Linked DNA regions of Mus musculus: regions 1 and 2 are each linked to region 3. The links are chromatin contacts, called in public HiCAR-type and promoter capture Hi-C maps. All regions are on one chromosome and are shown on one strand. Each heading gives the region's core, a stretch centred on a gene start, on an enhancer-like site or on the middle of the called end of the contact. The rest is flanking DNA. Distances are from core to core; before and after follow the strand shown. Region 1 overlaps Abca1 (ATP-binding cassette, sub-family A (ABC1), member 1). Region 2 holds the start of Abca1 (ATP-binding cassette, sub-family A (ABC1), member 1). Region 3 holds the start of Tmem38b (transmembrane protein 38B).

Region 1 (4,193 bases), core at 1,088-3,587, 690 kb before region 3:
GGACAGAAAGCTTTGGTCCCAACAAAAACTCCTACACAAATGCTAATTCTTTGGGCCTTTCTAAACTGTTGCTCCAGCCATCCACCGAGCACAGCCAGACCGTAAAATGGTCATTCCGACAGCAACAGTGCAAATTAGGTTTTGCTGCTCTCTTTTATAGAGAAGCTAAAATCACTTGCTCATGGTGACACACTATGTGTCAGTTTCTAGCCACTACTGTATCTCAGCGCTCACTGTCAAGACTGCCTTCAAATCACATGAGTGAGCGAGACAAGCAGCCTGAACTGTATTCCACCTCTACTAGAAATGTAAATTTGGGCAAGTCATTATAGGTGTGTGAGCCCCAATTTAGCTACCAGGAAATCAGAGCAAAGGATAGCAAAGTCTACTATACAAGATTGTTGAGAACAAAATGAAATGTTACAGGAGTCAAACTGAGATGTTGTACACAAAGGCTGCATATGCTCTAAAAGCTGAGAAGGTAGCTCAGTGGTTAAGCCCACAAAGTACTCTTGCAGAGGACCTGAGGTGGGTTCCCAGAACTCATATCAGATAGCTCACAATTACCTGTAACTCCATCTCCAGGGGTTCTAACACCTCTGGTCTTCTCAGGCACCTACTCATGTGCATATACCCCCACACAGACATATATGCATACTTGATTTAGAAAGTATGGGTTCCAATACATGGTCCATGATTTTTAACCATGAGATTAAAAGACAATGCAAGCAAAAGGACAACACCAGGGAACTGGACACTGGCATTTGAAACACTACTGTAGGGTGATTTGTAGCCGTCACTTTCTGACTCTAAGGCTATTTTATTATCATGATTAAAAAACCGTTAAGATTATTATCATTACTATCATCATTATTTAACTGGGACTACAAATATCTCAAGTTCATGCCCTAACCAAAAAAATAGTAAAGGCCAGATTTTCTGTTCAAGCTATTTGTGGCATTCTCCTGAAGACAGCAACTTTGTAAAGATTCAGTTGAGAGCATCTTCACTCTGGATTTTGCTAGCCATCACTGAGACTCAGGCGTGGTCCACAGATACTCACACTCATGTTGTTCGTAGGGTGGGTAGCTCAGGCGTACAGAGATCAGGATCAGGAAGATAAAGAGAGGCCAGGCCACTTCCAGTAACAGCTGACACTGAACAGAAAATAAAACACAAGATCGTGAATTTTAAATGATAACATGGTAGCCAGCTACTACTGGACTGAGAAACCCACAGAGCAATTCAGCAATTGACTGACTTCTGGCACTTCTGACTCCCTTCACTCTCCAAACTTGAAGTGCATTGAATTGTGGGTGGTATCCTGTAACATCCCATTCCACACCTGTGTCTTTAAGGCTCCCTTCTACCCAGGTTTCAAGACTCAGCCATGCTTCTTTCTGCCTGAGCTAGGAAGTCCTCCTGTGCTCACATTCCCACAAACCTAAACAGTTCCTCTCTCACATCTCCCCCAAGCCCGAGATGATCTGCTTCAGTCACTGGCTCCCACATAGCACTCTTAATTAACATCTATCTCAACAGGGACACATTTCATTGTAGAGTACAGTCTTATTAATTGCGATCTGTCATGGTCTCTTGGTATTCCCCCTTCTATGACGAGATCAGAAGTAAACTCTCTCTGGGTAACTGGTACTTTAGAGTATTAGGGGCATTTGGGCTTTTTGTTTTGTTTTGTTTTGTTTTTTGTTTGTTTTTTTAACCATGTTTGTTTTTCCTAGTTTAAATAAGGAACTTTGAATTTTCTAAGAACTTTGGTATGACTTTACATCAAGCTCATTTTGGGATCTTCAGGGAGGAACTGAAACAAGATAGTAGCTATGCATGTTCCAGAACAAAAACATGAAGTTTTTATACTTCCTTCGGTTCGTGAACCCCTACTACCACAAACTATAAAGAGTAGTTTATACAAAGAGCACATTAAAAGAGAAAATGGCAAGGACCAGGGAAGAAAAGACGAATCTTACTAAAGATGTCTGTAAATAATCCCAAAGAAGGAACAAAACCTCTACGTTTGCAAACAACACTCAGCCTCTTCTCTTTTCCTTCATAGAAAATAGATTTACTACTCCTTTGGGAGAGGGTGATGGGCACGGATTGCAAACCATGACACCATACAATTTTTATTGTCCCTTACACCTCTGTAAACTGCTCAGGGGCAGGAGTCGGGGATGACTTTCTACCAGAGAACACAGCCTGGATTTCCTGAACACTGAAAATAACTTCTCTACCAGTAAGGCTGGAGCCCTTCCTCTGAGATCCAGGTATGCTGTGCCTTTATCAGCCTGTGGCACAAGAGCTGTGTTTACATATGAGGCTCTCCCTTCTGTTACTGTGTTCTCAGCAAATCCGCAACATGGTTAAGGGCTAAGCATGACACGGTAAGCATATATTGGGTAAGAGAGTGAACTGAAGCTTTCAAAATCAGAAAGACAGAAACAAAAATCGGCTGACCCCTCTGGGAAAGAAGTTTGGCAATATGCATTCAAAAGGCACATTTACCCCTTTGAACAACTGTCATCCTCCTGAGAATTCATCCGAAGGAGCAAACTAAATAAGAAAACAACTCAATCCCCAAAAGCCGTATACATGATTTGAAGTGCTATAACTGTAAAGTGTTGTAAACAAATAACTCAATCACACAACAAAGGAAAAATGGTTACATAAGCATACATCTAATGGGCAATAATAGATTACTTGGTTATTACAGCAACATTTATGAAACCCAGCTTTCACTATCCAAGAACACAGGACACAGAACCCAATACATTCTAAGCCTGCATCTTTATAAAACCACTCGCACACATTGCTAAGCAAACATAGAAATAAAGCTTTCTATAATGACATGGCTGTGATGAATTACAGAATAATGAAGCCTGAAAAGTATAAAACTGAACAGAGAATATACAGGAAGTCATTCATCTTGACACTCCGAAGCCACTATTTCAACTAACAGGATAAATCGGAGCTACCATTTAGGGAGAGCTCCATATGTACTGGGCTCATTTTACACAGTTGACTTCCATTAATCCTCAGAACATCATTGTGGGCATGGAACCATTATTCTTCCCATTTTATACTGAAAAGTCTACTGCTTAAGGAACGGCCAGCCACAGCACTAGTCAGAGCAGAGCCAAGACCGGCAGCCAGCTGTACTTGATTCCAGAGGTCACATGAAATTCTATTTGACAAAGACAAGCATCTCCGGTAGGAAACAAATAAAATCTCCCTACGCAGCATGGACTAAAAATGTCTACAGGTTCCACAGACACAAGATAAACTAACACCCTGCAGACAGGTAGCCGTTATAGCGAATACTGAACATCTATAGACACTTAGTGATTTGTGTGCCTCTTGTTCCCAACAGTTCGCTCACAAAGGCTGCAATAGTACTATTTTTATAAATGATGATTGGAGGACCAGAAAAATTATGAGCCATTGGAACCCCAATCTTAATGTCTAAATCTGTGCAGTACCCACCAGGCTGCCTCTCACAGTGCTATGCTAGAGACACATGCCTTCTACCTCATCACATATCCGACCCAGTAAAGCAAGCCTTGTGTTCAGGACACCTCTGTAGCCCCACACTTAGCACCACAAAGCAGCATGTGGTCAGAATAGGTTCATCCACTGAAAGAACAGTCGGATGGTACCCACAGCTCTGGCAGCAAAGCACCAGAAGAAACCTTAGACCACTCAGGAGGTGAAGGCAGAATTTGTAACCAGATCAGGAAAAGAGATATGAAGTAAACCAACAGTGACAGTCATGATAGTCAACTCACACCACAACACACACACACACACACACACACACTTCATAGATGTTTTTTATAGTCAGACATCCAAATTAGGATCATTACTGTAATACTCACTTTACATACGAGGAAACTGGGGCTGATTAATAAATTGCCCAAGGAACTGGTATGTGAAAGAGTTTAGATTCAAAGCCAATCTAGCTTAAGGGATGCTTCTCTTCGGCACTAAGGTCACCAATTTCCTTTAGCCCCTTTCTCTCACCACGTAGACCGTGTAGACTCCTGACCTTTCAAAGCTTCTACTGAGCTGAGCACTAATATGTATGTATGTATGTATGTATGTACGAAGACTCTGCACACAATATTCACACCACCAAAATCACAGAGCTCATGGGAGATTCGATTTAATTATGCTTCTTT
Region 2 (4,047 bases), core at 1,154-3,653, 670 kb before region 3:
AAAATACTCATCTTCGGGAAGACACCCGTCACAAATACCCAAGTCACCACCAGTGACCCCTCCAGAACCCCAGTGACTTTCACAAGGAGACCCATGACTTATTCTATGGTAGCAATTTTTGCTCCAAAATGGTACTATGAGCATTATGTTGCTGAAAATTTCCTTCCCTCAACCCTCAGATTCAACTTGTTACCACATAGATAATAATCAATTCTGTGCATCACACCTTTCTTTAAAAAAAAAAAAGCCCTATTTTAATGACTTGTGATAGCGCTGAGGAAAAGACATGCTTACAATAGAAACTGTAATTTATCTTTATTATTTATATATTGATATACTATCCACTCAAATATTCTCTATGCTTGTCTATACCTCCTTTGATGTGGGGGAAGTGTTTTTCAACAATGGGAACAGCAATACGTTGTCCTTATGTGTGCATTAGAATATTAAAAATGGGCTGAAAGAAAAGTGGTGATGATAAACAACTCCTTTTTAATTGGCATTTATGTCTTGTAGAGTATCAATACTTGGGTCAGGGTTCCGAATTATGACTAAGAGGTAAGGGTGTGCTTTCGAGCCTGCAGGCATGTGTCAGGTGTGTGCTGTGGGAGGTGAGGGCTGAGCCACAGAAAGAAAGTGGTGTACCAATTCTCTTCAAGGAAGGTTTGTGCTGTTTTGTTTTGCTTTGCTTCTGTGGTTGGTGGTGCTAGAACCCAAGGTCTTGTACAAGGTAGACTCTACCGGGGGCCTACATCTTAAGCCAGAAGTGTTCCTTTTGTTTATCTGTCCTTTATTGTACATTTATTCTGCCCACTTCCTTGGAAGGATGTCGAAGTAAATTCTTGTTTTGTTTTGGAATGGTGATACCATTGCAGCAAATGGGGCAAACTAATTATTTCTAGTGACACTTAGTTTTCCCAAACAAACACACAAAGTCAAAAAAAAAAAAAAAAGCAAACAGTTTAATAAGTATTTCTCTCTTTTCCAGAGGTAAGTGCAGAAACCAAAACAGGCACCTATCCACAAGGTTGTCATCAGCCAACATCCCCAAGAACCTCATTGAGCAACGGTCTGGGAGTCAGGAAACAAACAAACAAACAAAAAACAAAAACAAAAAAGAAAAAAACAACAACATGAAAACATAGACTGGCTTTCTTGGCCTCGGGTTTCCTCCCAGTTTGGAAACACCAGTTTTGACCAGATTCACAGTGAAGCAAAAGGACTAGAGACTCTCACTCCGCACCAGGCCATACCTAGGCTACCCGGCCAGGAGGCGCTGCGGGCCAGTCTCCAGGGGCCACCCGCAGGCCGCCCAGCCCCCACCCCCTGGCGGCGGAGCCCGGCCCAGCACCCGAGCTGCGAGTTCTGTGCTGCCCGATGGGGTTACTTGCGGTCATTCGGCTGCACAACCTAGCCCCAGCTTCCCAATCGGTGCTCAGCCCGAAGTCTCCCCAAGGGAAGACTAGCAAAAAGCAGTAAGATGAGGGTGGATTGGGCACCCCAGTTTCGGGTTTCTGCAGACTCTCTTAAGTTTTCTGTCTTTAGAAGGAACAAAAGTGGTCTCCCACTTTGCGCCAGGGACTGCAGCCCTCCAGAGCGCAGGAAGCCTGTGGGCAGGACCCCGGAGTCGAACAAAGCCCAGAGAACTCAAGCAGCAGTAACATAAAAGACCCCGTTTAGGACACTTCCTACTAGAGTTCTTTGGAAACAAGGACATGCAGTCCCAGTCCCGGGAAGAGAACCTCCAAGTCAGAGGCCAACACAAACCAGTTAAATAATGGAGTGAGGACTCAGATGTGACACTTGTGGGCGACGGCCTACCCCGCGCCAGACAAAAGGAGACCCTTTGTAGAGGATTCCCTTCTCCCTACCCCACTGGCTGTACCCCGAGGACGTCCGGGAACCTTGGCTCACACTGCGCCCAAGAGGCGAGTCTCCGACGCCGGAGATGCTCTCGCTGGTCTCCGATTCCGGGAGACCCGAGTGCGGCAGTTCTGAGTCCCAGGGTCGACAGGGCCCGTCCCAGAACATTCTTTCCCTGTTTATGCCTCCCCTGTACTATTTGCATCCCCAGAAGTAAGGTACATGGGAGTTCGAGTCCCCCCAGTGTCCCCAAAACGGAGAGCTTCCCAACGCTTCCTTGGCCCCGAAACAAAATGCCCAAGTCACTGAAGAACCTCTTACCTGTTTTCCACTTTGCTGTTTGAGTCTGTTTTCCCTACCCCTGCACAAACCCTTCCAGAAAGGGGAAGAAAAAAGTGGGGGGAAACAGGGAGCAGAGCAGCTCCCCAAGCCGGCTGTGGTTGCGCGGGTCCCGCGGCGCCCCCTGCCCAGCTTTGCGCTGCGCCGCGGAGAGAAGTGGGCTCTGCCGGTCCCGGCCCGCTCGCTCGCCCTCGGAATTACTGGTTTTTGCCGCGACTAGTTCCTTTTATAGATTCGGCTGTGCCGAGCGCCGGGGTTACTACCGGTCAAACGCTGTTCTCTCCCTCTTTCCCCCGCCCCCTTCCCGGCCTCTGTTTATGTAGTTCAGTCACTCAGCAGAAAGCACGTGGAGACATGGCCCGCCCCTTAAACCGGCGACAGTGCGCCGCCGCAGCGGGCACTGGGGGCGCATGGTGAGAGCTTTGTGGGGCCCGCTTTCTGTAGCCCTGGCCCTGACCTGCTAGCCTTCGGGAAACGGGAAACTCCGGACTTGCGCTGAGCCAGGGACTCCACATTCCCGGCAGAGGAGGAAAGGGGAAAAGCTCGTTCTCTAAACTCCTCTTTCTGCAATTGTTTGGGGTTTTGTGGGTGTTGCTTTTTGAGTTTTGTTTGTTTTGTTTGTGTGTGTATGCCCTCTTCCTCTCTCCCTCCCGCTCTCCCTTACTCCCACTCTCCCCCCTCTCCTTTTGTTAGTTTGCTCAGCCCCCAACTTGGGAAGGAAAACTCCCCACCCCACCCCACCCCCAGATGCCAACCATTTTCGGTCTCTTCCTTTTCTTCCTTTAAAAGTCCTAGATTGGGGGAAGGGATGTGGAATGGACAGTGAATATCAGCCTATTTTGGTGTCTGCCTCAAACCTTTACATTGATTTTGAAGAGAAGATCTCTACCTTCCAGGGACCTAGTCTGCACCTTCTACACACACACACACACACACACACACACACACACACACACACACACACCTTCCAGGGACCTAGTCTGCACCTTCTACACACACACACACACACACACACACACACTCCACTAGTAATAGGTACCTATAAGCCACAAGGGGCAGCTGTGGTCACAAGAGTGGGTTTTGATGATGTCAAACGACCAAAGTTAGATAAAGTTTTTCTGCCTCTATTTTATTTGTTTTAATTGAGACAGAGTCTCATGTAGTCTGCTCATAAACTCAATAACCTTGAATTCCTAATCCTCTTGCCTCCCAAGGCCTAAAATTACAGGAACAGAGTACCACACCCACATTTGTACAGTGCGGAGAGATGGAACCCAGCCTCTTGCATAGCAGGCAAGCATTCAGCCAGCTGAGAGCTACATCCTTGGCCCTTGCTTCCTGTCTCTCAAGAGAGAACGTTCTCTCTGCCTCAGAGTTTTCTGAAAATGAATTTCGTTGGAACTTTTGAAGTCCTCGGAAGAAGAGTGCCAACACCAGAATCCTACTGACTGAACATCAGTGCCAATCTCTAGTGACATCCATACCCTATAAACCATTTCCTATGCCAGACTTTTAAAAGTCCAGCACTGGCAAAGAATTTAAAATAATATGTGTGACCATCTGTGTACAAAGGAAAACGCCTAAGGGGAAAGGATCGTTCTTTGCATGATTTTAGGAGATTAAGTCTTTATGCAGCTTCCCTCATTTCCCCCATATCTCCTAGCACCTAAAATACACACACACACACACACACACACACACATTCTTTTTGTACTTTGAAGAATTTGGTTCCCAAGAGTACTCCTACTAAATTCTGTTCCCAGCATCCACTTGCTGCTTTACAACCATCTGTAACTCCAGTTACAGGAGAGCTGACACAGTCTTCTGGCCTCCATAAGCACCAGG
Region 3 (3,899 bases), core at 139-2,638:
GGAGCCTGCAATATCTCTGAGCAGAGCTAATAAAGCCTTGACTGTTTATTTTATTATATTTATAATAAACAAAGTGTGCCAGAAGCTAAAAAGAAATGTTTCCCTGTAAAAAGTGTTTGCTTAGAAAAGCAGATCAAAAAGTATTTAATCAAGGCTATTGTTTCTTGACAAGTTATGAAATGAAGAATGTTGCTACCACTTTCTTACATTTGAAACCTGGTGTTTAGGACAGTGGTGCCTCTGGCAGCCAGTAAAATGCTCGGTACAAAGCACGGGTGTAAATAACATTTGCTAAGTGAGTTAATACCGAGGCTAACCTCAGGAGGAAAAGGCGATTGCCCTTTGCAGCAATATAACAGTCACCTACCTGCTCCCTCAATAGCTTGTGTGTACCCATGCCAAGTAACAACATGATCTGTTGACATGTCAAATAAAAATGTGCCAAATTTACCTTTTTTTTCTTAAAATCCAGTCTCACTTTTTCCCTTTACTTTTAGTTCTTTTTGCAACCAATTTCAGCAGATAGCTCCTTTTCTTGTTTTTCAAAACCTGGCTCCTTTTGCTGTCATTACAGGTGGTGTTTGTATCCACTTTAGTCTGCTTGGCAGTCTTTCTCTATCTGTGGCTTTGTCCTTAAGACCTGCATCTACTACTACTACCTTTTGTCTTGGATTAGTGAATGCATTTCTGATTTCCCTAGTCTCTTCTCATGAATCTTTGGTGCTGGATTGCAACTTCAGAGACCTGCCCATCTTCTTCACCCCAACTACCAATTCAGCACATGCTTTTGATAAACAAGACTGAGGACAATGTAGCGACTGATCAAGAGCTTAAACCACCTGGTTTCACTGCGAAAGACTTTTATTTCTTTTACAACTTCATTTTTCAGGTTGTAGTCTAGCCAAAATAACTTCTAATATTTACAGACTTGCTTTTAATACCGTGTGCATTTCCCTGCAATGGTCTTCTCTAACCATCTGCTTTGGCGTGGCATCCATACTTTTTATGCTTTGTGAAATTCCGTGAGTCCTTAAAATTTTTTTTTCCCTCTGGGAAAATTCAAGTTTCATGGGGATATGGATAAAACATTACCGTTTTATTATCTTTCATATCTTCACTAAGTAATAAATGAGTTACATCGTGGCTGTTCAGAAAAAGAGGAATGGCATCCGTTTACATAGAATCTGACTTTGAGCGTTGCCCGTTGCCCCTTGGGTCAGCTGGCACTGACTGCAACACTGAGAAAATGTCATACCTTTTTTAGGAGAACCAGGGCCAGGGCCCCGCCCCTCGTTCCGGCTCCGGCCCCGCCCCCGTTCCGGACCCCGCCCCCCTAGGCTCCAGGGCGCACGCGCAGGGCTGAAGCTGGCGCGGCCGTCCCCTCCCCCACCCCCTCCGCCGGAGGGGAACCGGCTGCCGCGGCTGCTGGGGCCGGCGGCGTCGGTAGTCGTCATGGAGTACCCGTGGGATGATCTGACTCTGGCCTTTTCCCGCACGTCCATGTTTCCCTTTTTTGATATCGCCCACTACCTGGTGTCGGTGATGGCGCTGAAGCAGCGGCCAGGTGAGTGAAGGGGCCCGACGCGCTCCCGGTTCCGCGTCCTCACTGCGGGAGGCAGGGACGCCGGGATGCCCTGCGGCCCACCCCTCAGTACCGAGCACGGGACTCAGACGTAGGCTGAGGAAGGTCATGTAGACCCCTGAGCGGGACGTCTCAGGTGGGACCTAGCACCTTGCTAGCGTGTTGAACCAGGAGAGGGGGTGGCTTTGCGGTTTCTCAGTCAGCCACTGGAGGCACGGTCCGGGTAACAGTCGCTTGGCATGTAGTTCAGCCCTCTGTGAAACATGTGGGATGGGATGGGATTTTCACAACGTTGAGTTCCATGAACCATGTGACCAAAAAGCAGTGTTTGTACTCCTGTCTTTGACATTGAATGTAGTGGGTTTCCTTTTAAAGTTCCCCATTTTCCCATTATTTTTCTGAGTCTGTCTTTGAGTTCAGGCATTTCTCTGCCTTCCTTGTCCGGGAGGTGAAGGGTGAAAGTTTAAGGGTTGTCTTACCTTTTCTGGACCACTAATTCTTTAAATCCTTGCCTCATACGTTTTTGAGAGTTTTCTGTGTCTAACTCGTGGAGGAACAGGTCATCCTCGTGGGAGACTGTTTCTCTGATTAAAGAGAACTACAGTTTCGTTACTGCTCCATATCTAGAATCCGATAGTATCTTGTATTGACTAAATCAGACGTTTTCAAAGTGTGGCTCACTTCCCAGGTTCTTCCCTGTCACACACTGTAAAGTTCATTATTTTCATAATGTATCTTCAGAGGTTATTTATCCGTTCTTGCCTTTATGAGTGTACAGCGAAGTTTCCCAATGGCCGTGTGACTTAACAGTGTTGTAAGAGATAATGAAACAGCTGATGAGTCCAAGCATTTCTGTTTGAGGCTAGACATTAAGGAGATTTGCCTAATTAGATAGCAATGTGCCTTTTCTCACGAAATACTTTTTTGATTTTGAGAATAGTTATTTTAGTAAAGAACACATTATTTACATTTAATGCATTATTTTAAAATCCATATGTAACTGCTTTAAAAACTGTTAACGTTTCCAAATGCTAAATATAAACACCAACTCTAGGTCCTTCCTTGTTACTGGAGATAGAAGCTACTGAAGTACCCACCCACTGAGTAGAGCCCCAGGCCAAGAAATTTTAAAAATATTTTTAAAGGTATGATCTACATAAATATATTCGCTATTTTTTTATCACAAAGTTATATGATAAAAATATAAAGTATTTTATATTCCAAAGCACTTTATCCCTCTGTAGTCTCTTCCCCTAAATTCTGGCATCCCATTCATGCCCTCTTTAAATTTTAGGGGTCAGTATGGGTCTAAAATTTGAGAATCACTTGGATAATTGAATGCTAATTACCAAGGAGGGAAACATGTTTTTCTCCCAGTACTAGGAAATGATAGTATTCAGAGGAGAATGCCTGCGCCAGCATCCAGGGAGTGTGTTAGAGGACCTAGTAACTTTAAGAGTAGTAATTATTTTCAGTCCTCACCATCTTGCCATTTTCATAGAGAACCATTTTCATTTGCATTTTTCATGGTTATTAATGTACATGCTTCCTTGGTTTATGGGTCATTTGTATTTAATTCCTGTGAATGCCAAGTCTCTTTTGCCTGTTTATCAGGATGTAGATTGTTGTCTCATTTTATTGATTCTCTTTATGCATCATGGACCTTTCATTGTAAGTGCTGAAGCTTCCCTCCCCCCCCCCCCCCACACTCGTTAAATTTTAGCTTTTAGTGCAGAAGTTTTAAAAAGTTTATGGTTAGGGCTGGAGAGATGGCTCAGCGGTTAAGAGCGCAGACTGCTCTTCTGGAGGTCCTCAGTTCAAATCCCAGCACCCACATGGTGGCTCACAACCATCTGTAATGATGTCTGGCGCCCTCTTCTGGTGTGTCTGAAGACAGCTACAGCGTACTTATGTATGGTAATAAATCTTTTAAAAAAGTTTATGGTTAAATCTATTTCCTTGTTTGTACAGACAGATCTGTTTTTAATAGACAGACTTTATGACTTTCAGGATTTATATATTGTTTCAGGAAGTTTGGTCCCATACCAAAGACTATAGAAATACTGATTTATGCTATTTTACAAATATATTTATTTTTTATTATTTTTGAGTGTTTGTGTGCATACCAGTTCAGGTACCTGCGGAGGCCACTGGGTCAGCTTTCCTTGCAGCTGAAGTTATATTACAGTTAGAAGTGTTTCTGAGCCATCCATTGAGGGTGCTGGAAGCAGAACCAGGTTGTCTATAAGAGTAGTAAGTGCTCTTAACCTTTGACCCATATCTCCAACTCCTTATGTGCATGTCTTTTTTTGTTTTG

What was found. Promoter capture Hi-C pulls out the DNA fragments that hold promoters and counts their contacts. HiCAR-type assays count read pairs that join an accessible place to other places.
Region 1: a promoter capture Hi-C map of liver shows a contact between it and region 3, with 2.6 times the contacts expected there. The contact joins the enhancer-like site here to the promoter of Tmem38b in region 3. A contact is called at or near these places in 6 of 39 promoter capture datasets (hematopoietic stem and progenitor cells, hippocampal neurons, liver and 2 more) and 1 of 9 other capture datasets (embryonic stem cells).
Region 2: a HiCAR-type map of astrocytes shows a contact between it and region 3, with 3 times the contacts expected there. The contact joins the promoter of Abca1 here to the promoter of Tmem38b in region 3.

What each region holds. Positions count from the first base shown.
Region 1 is chr4:53,131,859-53,136,051 of GRCm38.p6, forward strand. Abca1 (ATP-binding cassette, sub-family A (ABC1), member 1) reads right to left here. Exons shown (of 50, transcript NM_013454.3): 3 at 1,064-1,157. Among named protein-coding and RNA genes, the nearest start is that of Abca1, 26 kb to the right of the region's middle. Within about 2 kb of position 2,338, at least 14 of the 459 cell types and tissues checked have an H3K27ac peak or open chromatin away from gene starts, as enhancers often do. A contact at or near this core is called in liver, where this site is marked.
Region 2 is chr4:53,157,492-53,161,538 of GRCm38.p6, forward strand. Abca1 (ATP-binding cassette, sub-family A (ABC1), member 1) reads right to left here and starts at 2,404. Exons shown (of 50, transcript NM_013454.3): 1 at 2,185-2,404.
Region 3 is chr4:53,824,657-53,828,555 of GRCm38.p6, forward strand. Tmem38b (transmembrane protein 38B) reads left to right here and starts at 1,389. Exons shown (of 6, transcript NM_028053.2): 1 at 1,389-1,564. The coding sequence starts at 1,453.